2 separate regions of the Mus musculus genome follow, and region 1 is linked to region 2. Evidence: chromatin contacts called from public Hi-C data. All regions are on one chromosome and are shown on one strand. The core of a region is the stretch at or near the end of the contact, and the rest is flanking DNA. Distances in the headings are between cores, read along the strand shown.

Region 1 (5,155 bases), core at 1,520-4,019, 190 kb before region 2:
CCTCAGCTTGAGCCCTTTTTTTTGCAGATATGCAAATTTATAAAACATTTTATTTAACTGTGATATAGAGATGAATATCAAAGTGGGCAAACTCAAACCAAATGAGTCTTTTCTACCATTATCCAGCAAACATTGACCTGTGTTTGGAGAAACTTGCATGTATTTGAAATGAAATGACCTCTCCCACAAATTAATTATATCTAGGACTAAAATAATTACGTCTTTTCATTGATTCTTTTTATTTCACAGTATCCATGGGAATTTTGCCAATTCTTCATAGCATGGTTTAAGCTCATTCATACCTAACTTGAATGAAGTACACTTTAAATATATGTGTGCTCAATACCATGTATCAAATTCGTAAACATAAGCTACATGATGTGTCATAAAGCAGGGTCTTTAATAAGTCAATGACAACATTGTAAGAGCAGAGAGAAAAATTAAAAACTTTTGGAATTTTTCATACTTTTTCCAATCCATTGAAGATGCTGAGTGTGGAACTAAAATCCGTAGAGTACAGATGCATCTGATATCAAATGGAGAATTTAACATTTTAAACTGATTCATGCATTATAAATGGCTACTATATAACCTTGAAATTTTTTGTCAAAAATATTCAAGCAGATAGATTTTAAAGAGAAACTCATGAGCATAATTCAGGTAAGGGGTAATGAATCGTTAAGTTTAGCTAAATTGGAAGTTCTGGCAAATCTTTGTAATCCAAATCGTCTTCTGAGTTCCACTGCCAAACCTAAAGATGCTAAAGCTACCATATCTGACAGTGTGTGTGACAAGTTTTGCAGGTACCAGAATGACTGGAAGCAGAGCAGAGAATCCTTATTTCACAATGATAAAGTACTCATCTAGTCAGTTTAGGTCTTTAGAGAAATCATGATCTTGTACATGCCATTTCTACTTTTTAATGTGTAAAGATAAAACCATTTTGTCCTTCCTAATATAATAAATATAATAAATGTTAAAAATATGCAACATAGTAATAAACCATTTCTATTTTCTCAATACAGGTTGGGAAATTATATGCTCTATTGAAAGAAGGAATCATTAGAATGATAATATAAATATTAAAATTCAAAAATGCAAGACCATATCTATAGACAAATTCTAGCACAAGCAGTAGATTTTAAAATTTATTGTGATATATAAAAACCATAAAATTATTTTATATGTAAAGAAGAGTCAAGAAATATTGATGGGCTGGAGAGATGGCTCAGCCTTTAAAGGCTAGGCTCACAACCAAAAATATAAGGGTTTGGTTCCCAGCACCCACAGCTGTCTCTCCAGCCACCTTTTTTTGTTGGTGTTGGACACAGCATCCGCACACACAGACTACTAATATCATTTTTAAAAAAAACAGCTGTTAAAAATGTCATCGGTATGTAAAATGAATAAATAAGTAAATGAAAAAAAAGAAAAAGAAAGTAAAAAGGGATTTTGAGTATATGTTCAGTGTTACTGGAATGTCGACCTGGAGACCCCAAAGATCTTCTGAAATCTTATGTATACAACCCATAGAACAAGATGACTACAAGTGAAAGGTTTGGGTTTTTTTTACATCTTTATATCTGTATTGAAGTAGAAGATCTGGATTCCATAATGGAGTCCAATTTATGCTGAAGCAGACTATGTTCTCCAAGCAATACTTGATTTTATTTTTGAAGACTGGAGAACTCATAAAAGCCCAAGAGCACCCTCTAGTGAGACTTTTGTGATAGGCCTAGGGACTTCCTCTTGACCTTCACCATCCCTTTCTAATGACCTTTAATTTTCCAGTGTGTGCACCCTGGCTTCCTACTGTCTGGCCTTAGTGATCAGCAGATCCCAGCGAAGGCGGCAAGCTTGGAAAGTGTCTCCGAGTGAAAGGGCTAGGACCTGGGGTCCATCGTTCTCATGGCTTTGTTTTCACTCATAAAAGACCAGTCAATGGCCAACTAACTTTATTGTCTGTTAAAATGGTTTTCAGAACTAGTTAAGGGAACATAAGCAATAGAAGTCTGTAAATCATTTGTACTCTGAGATCTGCTATAATACAGCCAGGAGCATTTTTGTATTTCCAATATGAGGAATATGGCCAAGGTTATTAAGGTGATTTGGGGGGATGACGACCATGTGAGGAGTAGATAACAAAACTCTAGATTTGACCAGAGTATACCATATACATTTATTTAATGATTAAATTGAATTTTATAAATAATTGATGAGCATTGAAAAATAAATACTTCTAAAATGTAAAGAATGAGTAAATATAATTATATATGTACTCTTGTATTTTAGAAAGATGAATATAAAGAGACTGTCTTAACTGTGTTAGTTTGAGCTGTGAATATGTCATTCACTTAGATTAGTAACTGTTATATAACAATTGATACAAGGTTAATTATTACTTGAATTTATAAACAAGTTGACATAAAGTGCCACCGTTGGAAGGGAACTTAGAGATCTAGATCTTTCCACTTCAGACAAACAGAAGCAAAGCCCTGGTGTACCTAAATGTTAAGCAACTTGGCAAGATGGTTCAAGTGGATAATGGCAGTATTGGGCACAACAGAGACTCCTTGTGCTCATTTTAGTGTCCATATGCTACAATAGCCCCATTATTAAAGAGGCTGTAATGTGATCACATACGCTCATTCTCACTGATTTTGGACAATTCTTCATGCTTAGAGTGAAAGTGTGTGTCTTACTAGTCCCTCTCTTACTCTGTCTCCACTCTTGTATAAGGGAATAAGTTACTTTCTGGGTTGCTTCCAGACAGGAGATAAATCCATGGTTATGTAATGAGATCTCTTTATTCTAGAAACACTGTGCCACACTGTTTACTTGTGACTGACCCTTCAGTCAGATTAATATTCTAGAATTACTAGAAACTGTTCCTGTGAGACTCTGCTTCTGATTCATGTGTTCTGATAGTTTTATCTGTTAGTGTTCACAGAAGTATTATATAATCAAATTTTAAAAGTAATGGGGAAAGCTGTTGGCATTCATTAAATTCAGTGTCTGTGTTGAATGTTCTTATCTAATTTGGGAAGAAAACAAGGTATTCTTGGAATTATCCAACAGAAATCAGATCAATAACTCTTTTAAAAAGACTTTTAGGTATATGATCTGATTTCTTGAAAATAACCAAACTGTTTAGCATACTTATTTTACTTTAGTTTTAGGAAATAACCATTCTCTTTGTGTATTTGTGCTTTAAAATTACTGTACAAGAATTGGCATTTTGGCAAAATGTATCCCATAGTAGTTTAGCAGGAGTCTGTGCTCCAGTCAATTCTCAGTTCATTACCACAGTTTACATCTTGGCTTTAATAATTAAGACTTAGTTATAATAGTCTTAATAGCTATGCCTTTCACCATTGCTAATGTTTGGGAGATGAGATAACTATATGTGGTAAATCAAGGCACAATGTCTTAATTTCAATTGTAATAAAATATAGCTAATTTAGTGAACTTCATTTTCATTTCTTTGCCTGCTAAACAATTCCTCCAATGTAGTGGGATTTGTTTTGTTTGTTTAAGAATATAAAGTGAGTGATATTATACATATAATATCACTTCTAGTGCTAGAACTGATAATGGCTATCAAGGAGGCCACCCTCTTTGACTTTTAGATGAACAAACTGACACTATACAAGAAAAAGGTATTGGAAATGTGTGATTTTATAACTTGAATTTCAGCAATAGGTATATTGTTATTTTCCTAAATATAGTTGACTCTGGAGAAACAACTATTCAGTTTTACAGGTACTCTGACCCAAAAAACTAACCAACATTGTGTTTCTATGTCTAGACTATACACACTACATTAAGCCTGGTCACATGCTAGCACAGTGCAGCATGTCTGCCTGGCTGGCTTTCTAATTCTTGTCAGTTCACAGTGATGTTAAAGACCACATTGAAACCGTAAGTGACTACTGTTAAGTCTATTTCATCATTAGCTGCAAGTCTAAACAGTCACAGTAATGAGGCGGCATGGACTCTGCATGGTCTACTAAATATTTTTAGGAAGTGGAAACCCCTTCTGGAGTTCTGAGAGAAACATCACTACGAAAATGCCTTTAAAAGTACTCCAGCATAAACACTGCAGTGGAACATTTCATTAGCTTTTCGAGAACAATAAAGAAATGTGGAGCATAATAGGCTAATATGTTTAAGTGGCCTTGGTAGAACCCTACTTAACTCAGTGGGATTTTCTGCAGCATGCAGAGGTGAAAAACCATTGCCTATATATGCATTTTGTAAGACTGCCTTCTTCCTCATTGCATGCAGTGTATATCAAAGAGAAGTGACTTTCTGTCTGTAATTCTAAAATGAAGAAAATCTCAAAGGACACATTTTAGAAGCATCAATATTTAGGTGGGATGATCAGCAACCAACAGGCTAGCTTTTGGCATCCTGGATTATTGCAAGATAGAGAAGGAATAAATTGAATATTAGCATAGCCCAGCCTCCTAGAGCTTCCATTGCTATCAGAGATATAAGATCCTAAAATACACAAGAAAAAGACATGATGTAAGCCAAATCTTATTGGTTATAAATTACAAAGTCTAATTCAAGTAATGAAAAATTATTTTGCTATTTACACTTTAATTCTATCCTGCCAAAAACTTGAATGAAGTAAAATGATAATTTAATAAAAAACAAAGTGGTAATTTTTTAATGGTTTTATTAGGATTCACGTAACTACACTGAATGCAGCGCTGGCCTTGCAGTATGATCTTCTGCCAATACCTTTAGCTCTTGGAGCGTCTGCTTTCTCTAATATAAATTGGGACTCATTAGTCCTAGGGACACTGTGATCTTTGTAATTTGATTAAGCTTTTAGGGAAAAATGTAAATTCAGCATACAATTAAAATGTTTTAAGAAAGTTCAAAAAGACCTACATGAGAACAAATTAAAAGTATTAAGTATTTTCCTTTATGTAAATAAATTATCATTAAAATTCATTGAAAAGTCAGAATCCGTGTTCACATGACATTGAATTAGTGATACAAAGAAAAAAACTTTTGAATGACAGATAGCTTGAGTGGCTGAGACAGCGTATTTAAGCTGTTACGTTTGTTTCCCTTACTGTCAAACCCTATCTTCAAAAAGCTATCAACTAGTTATATTGATAGATGGAATCTGTCCTTCAAT
Region 2 (5,424 bases), core at 614-3,113:
AGCAAGGTCTGGATTGTTGTCTAAGAATACAAACAACTTTTCCTTGAACATGCTATGTGAGCTCTACAAGGAGTGGCTATTCCTTACATTTGCTGTTCTTTCATGTTTAGAGTTATCTTTAATTCTTCTAAGGTATTCTCCCCTTATTCTAGTCACCTATTAGTGTTAATAGTTCTTTACTGCAATGTGTTTTTTCTCTTCCGATGGAACCTGCTTCATACACTCCGAAGTAACATTAAAATGATCTGTGATGCTTAGGGTTGGAGGAAGTCCATATGTCCTCACAGGTCAGACTAAGATTGGACCTGGATATTAGATGAACAAAATGTTTTGAGAATTTAGTTAGCTAGAAAGGCAGCAAACGGTGATGCTATAAACACTGTCTGACCATATGACTTTACTGATCTACACTTTAAAGGATTTTACTCTAGTTCTCAGTGAATTTGTTATTAAAAAATAAAAATCTGGATTAATTTGTTGACCTTGGAAAATGTGTCAAAATCCAATATTATATAATGTGAATTTATAAATTATTAATGATAGCTATTATTTATTGAGAATTCAGTAATCTTCAGCAGTTAAATTTATTGGATCCATATAGCAATACAGATGTATACTTTGACTCTCTCTTGAAATAGAAAAAGAGATTGGCCTCACAGGTGATATATCTAGCAAATTTCAAACAAACAAACAAAAAATTTAACCTAGAACTTTCTGTGAGCCACAGCTTGTCAAAACCACTCCGCTTCCAAAAGCCAATCATAAGTTACCTTGGAAAACAAATAGGGTATTTTCAGTCTCTCAGTCAGAGATTTGGAGAAGAGCTACCACAAGAATCTGCAACATGTTTAGCAGCACACCCTGAGATACTGCCTGTACCATCAACCTGTTACTTAACCAGATATGGATAAACTAAGTGAACTCTGGAGATGAAATTCCCAGAACCTAAGTGTTAACAGAGTATCTAAAATGTAGCAGCCTTTATTCTGAGCTGAGTTGAAGGCAGATGAAATATTAACAGCAAGTTCTAGCAGCAGAAAATGAAATATGAGATCCTGTATCAGAAATTATTAGTAACCTGTTAAAAGAAATGCTGAAAAATGGCAGTTACCAAATTAAAACTGGGAAACAGAGCCCAAATGGGAAATTTCAAAAAGTTTGGAGGAAAATAAATGACAGATTGTCCTCTTGGCTCTTATTACTATGCCATCCTAAATCCTACTTGGCAATGGATGGTGGAGGTGAAATAAGAGCGGCATCCCTGCCAGCGTTGGTCCTCAGATTTGTAGTCCTAAGTGTCTGTGATGGTGTCTGGGGCTGACTGGAAACGTAGTTGGGAGTTGATAGCATTTGAGCTTTATCTAAATTGAAGAGCCTGGAGACTCTTATTATGAAAGGCTTCCTCTCATTTGTGAATTGGCCCCTTTGCTCCACTTTGGATGGCTGGCTTCCTCCATGCAGAGCTATACTAAATGTTCTACATGGGAAAGCTATTCTCCTTAAATGCCTTCAAATTTAAAGCATCTATCTGAATATGTTCATGTTTATGACTCAAAATATCTAACATCAAAAAGAAAGAGGGGGTACAAATAGAAAATGCCCAGCAGTAAATGAAGGAGATATTTTTCCTTCAGTAACTGAAAAAGAAAAATTATTTTATGCAGAGTTGTTGAGCATTTGATGCCAGAGGGGAGAAAAAGGGAAATGAGCTATAGAACCATAGAATCTTACTGTTGGCAGAAACAGCAGAGTTCATGCAGTCCTACCCTATCATTTTTCAATGAAGAAACTGAGACATGGGGAGTTAAGGGACTTGACTTGCCCAAGATACAGAGTTGTTTACTGACAGCCATGCCAAAAATATTTCCCAACTCCCCACACAGAACTCTGTATTTCAGCATGCTGCTACCACTCTCTGCTGAAAATTAACACCAATACAGCCCAAACACAGAGGAGTTCAGTGTCTGTGGAGACCAGGAGACGGATGATTTCAAGGTAGAAATCAGGATGGGAAAAGAACAGAGAAAGGATGACTGTCCGTTGTGACTCCTCACACAAGCTTTTCAAGCCATTTGCTGTGGGCTTACTGTCCCCTACCTCTCCACCAAATAGAATGAAGAAGAAAATAAACTTTTTGTAATATCTAAAGTTTGCATGTGTTCAAATCTGATTTGCCCAGGGAATTGTGCGTACATGCTGTGTCCGGATGTAGAGTGGTTTGTAGGTGGCACGCTTACTGTACCCTGCTATTTTCTTCAGCCTGATACAGTTTCTCTAACTCAGAAATGCTTCCCTGAAATCTCAAGTTAGTTTCAGGACAAGGATGGTTCCTATCCATGGCACACATCTAAGAATGACAAATAACTTTAAGATGTAAGAATTATCTTCTCTTAATCTTCATACAGAATTGAAATATTGTAGAACTTTAGCTCAGTTTCAAGATTTGGATGAAATAATTTCTGTTTTGTAACCATATGAGTAAGTGATAGTAAACCAGTCCAGATAACACAGTGAAAAGGACTCCATGGGCTCCCCTTGCAGGCCAGTCCAACAACCTTCTTCACAATAGAGCGACCAGAGATGAGAGCCTCGGCCACATGATGAAAAGTGCAGATGGAGGGCTTTGCATGAAAACCGATTATGTGCGAGAGGGCTCAGGAGAGGATCGGGGTGGAATTGGAAAGGAGCGGCCACTGAAACAGGAGAAGAAGATATGCTTGACCAGGTCTAGTAAAATATTCCCTGCCACAACCACTGTTCCATGAAGAGACTGAGCCAAGAGGCCTAAATAAACTAACCTGGGGGTCAGTGTTACCATTAATGTGGGAGGCATCATGGAGAGCACATCCGGACTTGTGTTACACAGTAATCACTGCTGGGTGTCAGCATTCATCAGCCAGATGGTCAGACCCACAATTAATCAATTAGGCTGGGACAATCAACTGGACTAAGTTTTCCCCTTTGGTAAAACAGCCTCATCATGTGGTCAAGGCCAATAGCACTTTTATCCTGTTGCTTTTGGAGTAGCTTCTAAAAATTCCCTCATTTTTTTTTTTCTTTTGGCCTCTGGTTACTAGACACTGTCAGGCTCCCAGTTCCTTTGATAACATGGATTCCCCAATCAAGGTTTTCACATAATAGATCATCAGCATCCCCCGTATTCACATTGTAACACTGAAAATCCCACATGAAAACAAGCTCTTCAAAGCAGCATGGTAAGCCCTACATCCAACTGATCTCCTGTAGTATTTCTTCTGGTTCTACTCAATCTGGTGGGACACCAATGGCAGAGCTTCTCTGACTGGGCACATAAGGGTGATAAGTGATGCTAGTGATAATAGTAGTTTCTGGTGTATTCGGCGTCAGACAGACATACCATGACAAAAATAGATAAACATCAACTCAGCCTTTATAACGCCAATTAGGATGATACGGTCACCCCCCTTTCAAAGAGAAGGAAACAGACTAGGAAATTCATTGAACATGTGATAGGATACTCTACTGACATGCTGTGGGACAGAAGCTACATAGCCTGTCATACATGTTTTCTTAACAGACACAACCTTGTGCCTCTGAGAGCTAAAAGCTAAGAATGTGTTCTAGATCTTGGCGGCTCCCCTTCAAACTTCAAGTTGTTCACTAGTGTTTTTCTTCTCTGGAGGCTCATTCTGCTTCCCATGCTACACAGCTCCAAACCACAGCCGGACTTTCCCCTTCCGTGTCGAGGGTTCCCAGTCTCCCGCTCAGGAGCCTTACCTACATTGGTATCTTTCTGTCTGTTTTAGGTAGTTTTCATCAGTTGATTTATAGCACAGCTTGCCTCTCCATCACTGATTTCTTTTTTTAACTTAGATTTTACCCCTCCTTTCTTTTGGCTTACCTCTGGCTGTATTATAGTGTACAGCACAGGAGTGATGCTTCGGAATCCTGGCGGTCACTGTCTAACAGAGTCCTGGATACTATACGTATTGGGTAGAACTAGACGCGATGCAGTGCTCCCTGTGTGCACCATTGAACTTGCTGTGTCTCTTTCCTCTCAGCTCTTTTCTACTGTCAGACTTGATGTAGACTTAATGATTTTGTGTCTACACAAAGGATGCAGTCATCCCAAATATCCATCCTTGATGTATCAGTTACTCTTACAACTACTTTATAGAGTATATTACTTCTCTATATAACGGCTATATTTGCTTTTTTGTTTTGCTACTTAGCAATTGGAAAACATATCAGAATGCTAAAACAATATAGTATGGAACTACCTGTTTTTACTTGAACTTACAGCACATGAATAAATAGGTGCTCATGTAGTAATAATAACCAGCATGCTTTAGCCTTCAGAGTCTGTTTTGTTCTTACGGCCGTTCTTTCTGCAGTTTTATATTCTTTACCCCAGGGCTAATGAGGCTCTTTCATTGTGACCTGCAGTATCCTGCATATTACACAGTTGAGTCCTGCCATCTAGGCTGGCTTTCTGCTTCATTTTGCTCCTGACCTGCCTCCCCCCCCCCCCAACCCCCAACACACACACACACCCCAATGCTATTCCAGGCCTGGCCTCTCATGACCAGAGACTGCTGACTCATCCTGGCCTGTGCCAAGCTGTGCAGTCGCTTAGTGATGTGGACAGGAGTCGAAGGACTAGAATGAGCTCACCGAACTCATTTCACTTGTTGCTTACGGTACAGTCCAGCATGAGCTGGAAATGTAGGAACCTCAGCCTCCCGAGCAGAAAGAGTAAGTAGATTACACACAACCCCATCGTCAAGTCCTCAACAAGCAGGGGACGGTGTTGGGTGGGGGCTTGCTTCTCATGGCTCTTGGCTATGGCTAGGGCATTCTGGGTCATCAGGAGTTTCCCTTTGTCCTCTTTTCTTCCTCTCCTCCACAGTTGCACCCTCTCCCCACCCCCACCCCCACCCCACACCCTCCCTGAACTTCCCTTCTGAAAATGTCCGGATGGTAGAGCAATGATCTGGGCAGAAATGAAATTTTGTTAATAAGCAGCCTCCGCACGAAACCCTGGAACACAGACTCTGTGAAACTGCTTAGAGTAGCCTGTATCCTGGGAACTCACGTGAACTTCCCAACAGAATTCAAGGACATGAGAAAAGCTTCCCTACCTCCCTTCTTGAGTCTCTTTTCTTTCTGTTTTAAGAGAGGTAGTTTCAGGAGACATGGCTGCATTCTGGTGTGGTGCAAAGTTTTCCGTCGGGAGACAATAATGTACATTCCTCTGGCAGGATGGGATAGTTTTTTTTTTTTTGTTTTTTTTTTTTTTTTTTTGGTGTGTGTTTCTCTTGCTGTTGTTTATTTATAAGACATTTCCTCTCAGTTAGTGGAAGTTAGATCGTAAGAGGCTCCAGTGATTTTCCTTCCACCTCCCCTCCCTAATTTCTGTGCTTCAGCACTCTGGAACACTGTGAA

Evidence for each region. A called contact is a pair of places that touch in the nucleus more often than the background predicts.
Region 1: a Hi-C map of liver shows a contact between it and region 2, with 3 times the contacts expected there. The contact joins two enhancer-like sites. A contact is called at or near these places in 5 of 484 Hi-C or Micro-C datasets (bone marrow-derived macrophages, liver, nephron progenitors and 1 more), 4 of 115 datasets of contacts at active chromatin or transcription factors (bone marrow-derived macrophages, fibro-adipogenic progenitors, heart atrium and 1 more) and 1 of 9 other capture datasets (adipose tissue).

Annotation. Positions count from the first base shown.
Region 1 is chr16:43,166,947-43,172,101 of GRCm38.p6, forward strand. All of the region lies in intron 2 of Zbtb20 (zinc finger and BTB domain containing 20), which reads left to right. Among named protein-coding and RNA genes, the nearest start is that of Gm25873, 43 kb to the left of the region's middle. Within about 2 kb of position 2,770, at least 16 of the 459 cell types and tissues checked have an H3K27ac peak or open chromatin away from gene starts, as enhancers often do. A contact at or near this core is called in adipose tissue and liver, where this site is marked.
Region 2 is chr16:43,358,443-43,363,866 of GRCm38.p6, forward strand. All of the region lies in intron 4 of Zbtb20 (zinc finger and BTB domain containing 20), which reads left to right. It overlaps Gm9968 (predicted gene 9968), which reads right to left and starts at 5,224. Exons shown (of 2, transcript NR_167988.1): 1 at 5,121-5,224. Within about 2 kb of position 1,864, at least 14 of the 459 cell types and tissues checked have an H3K27ac peak or open chromatin away from gene starts, as enhancers often do. A contact at or near this core is called in adipose tissue and liver, where this site is marked.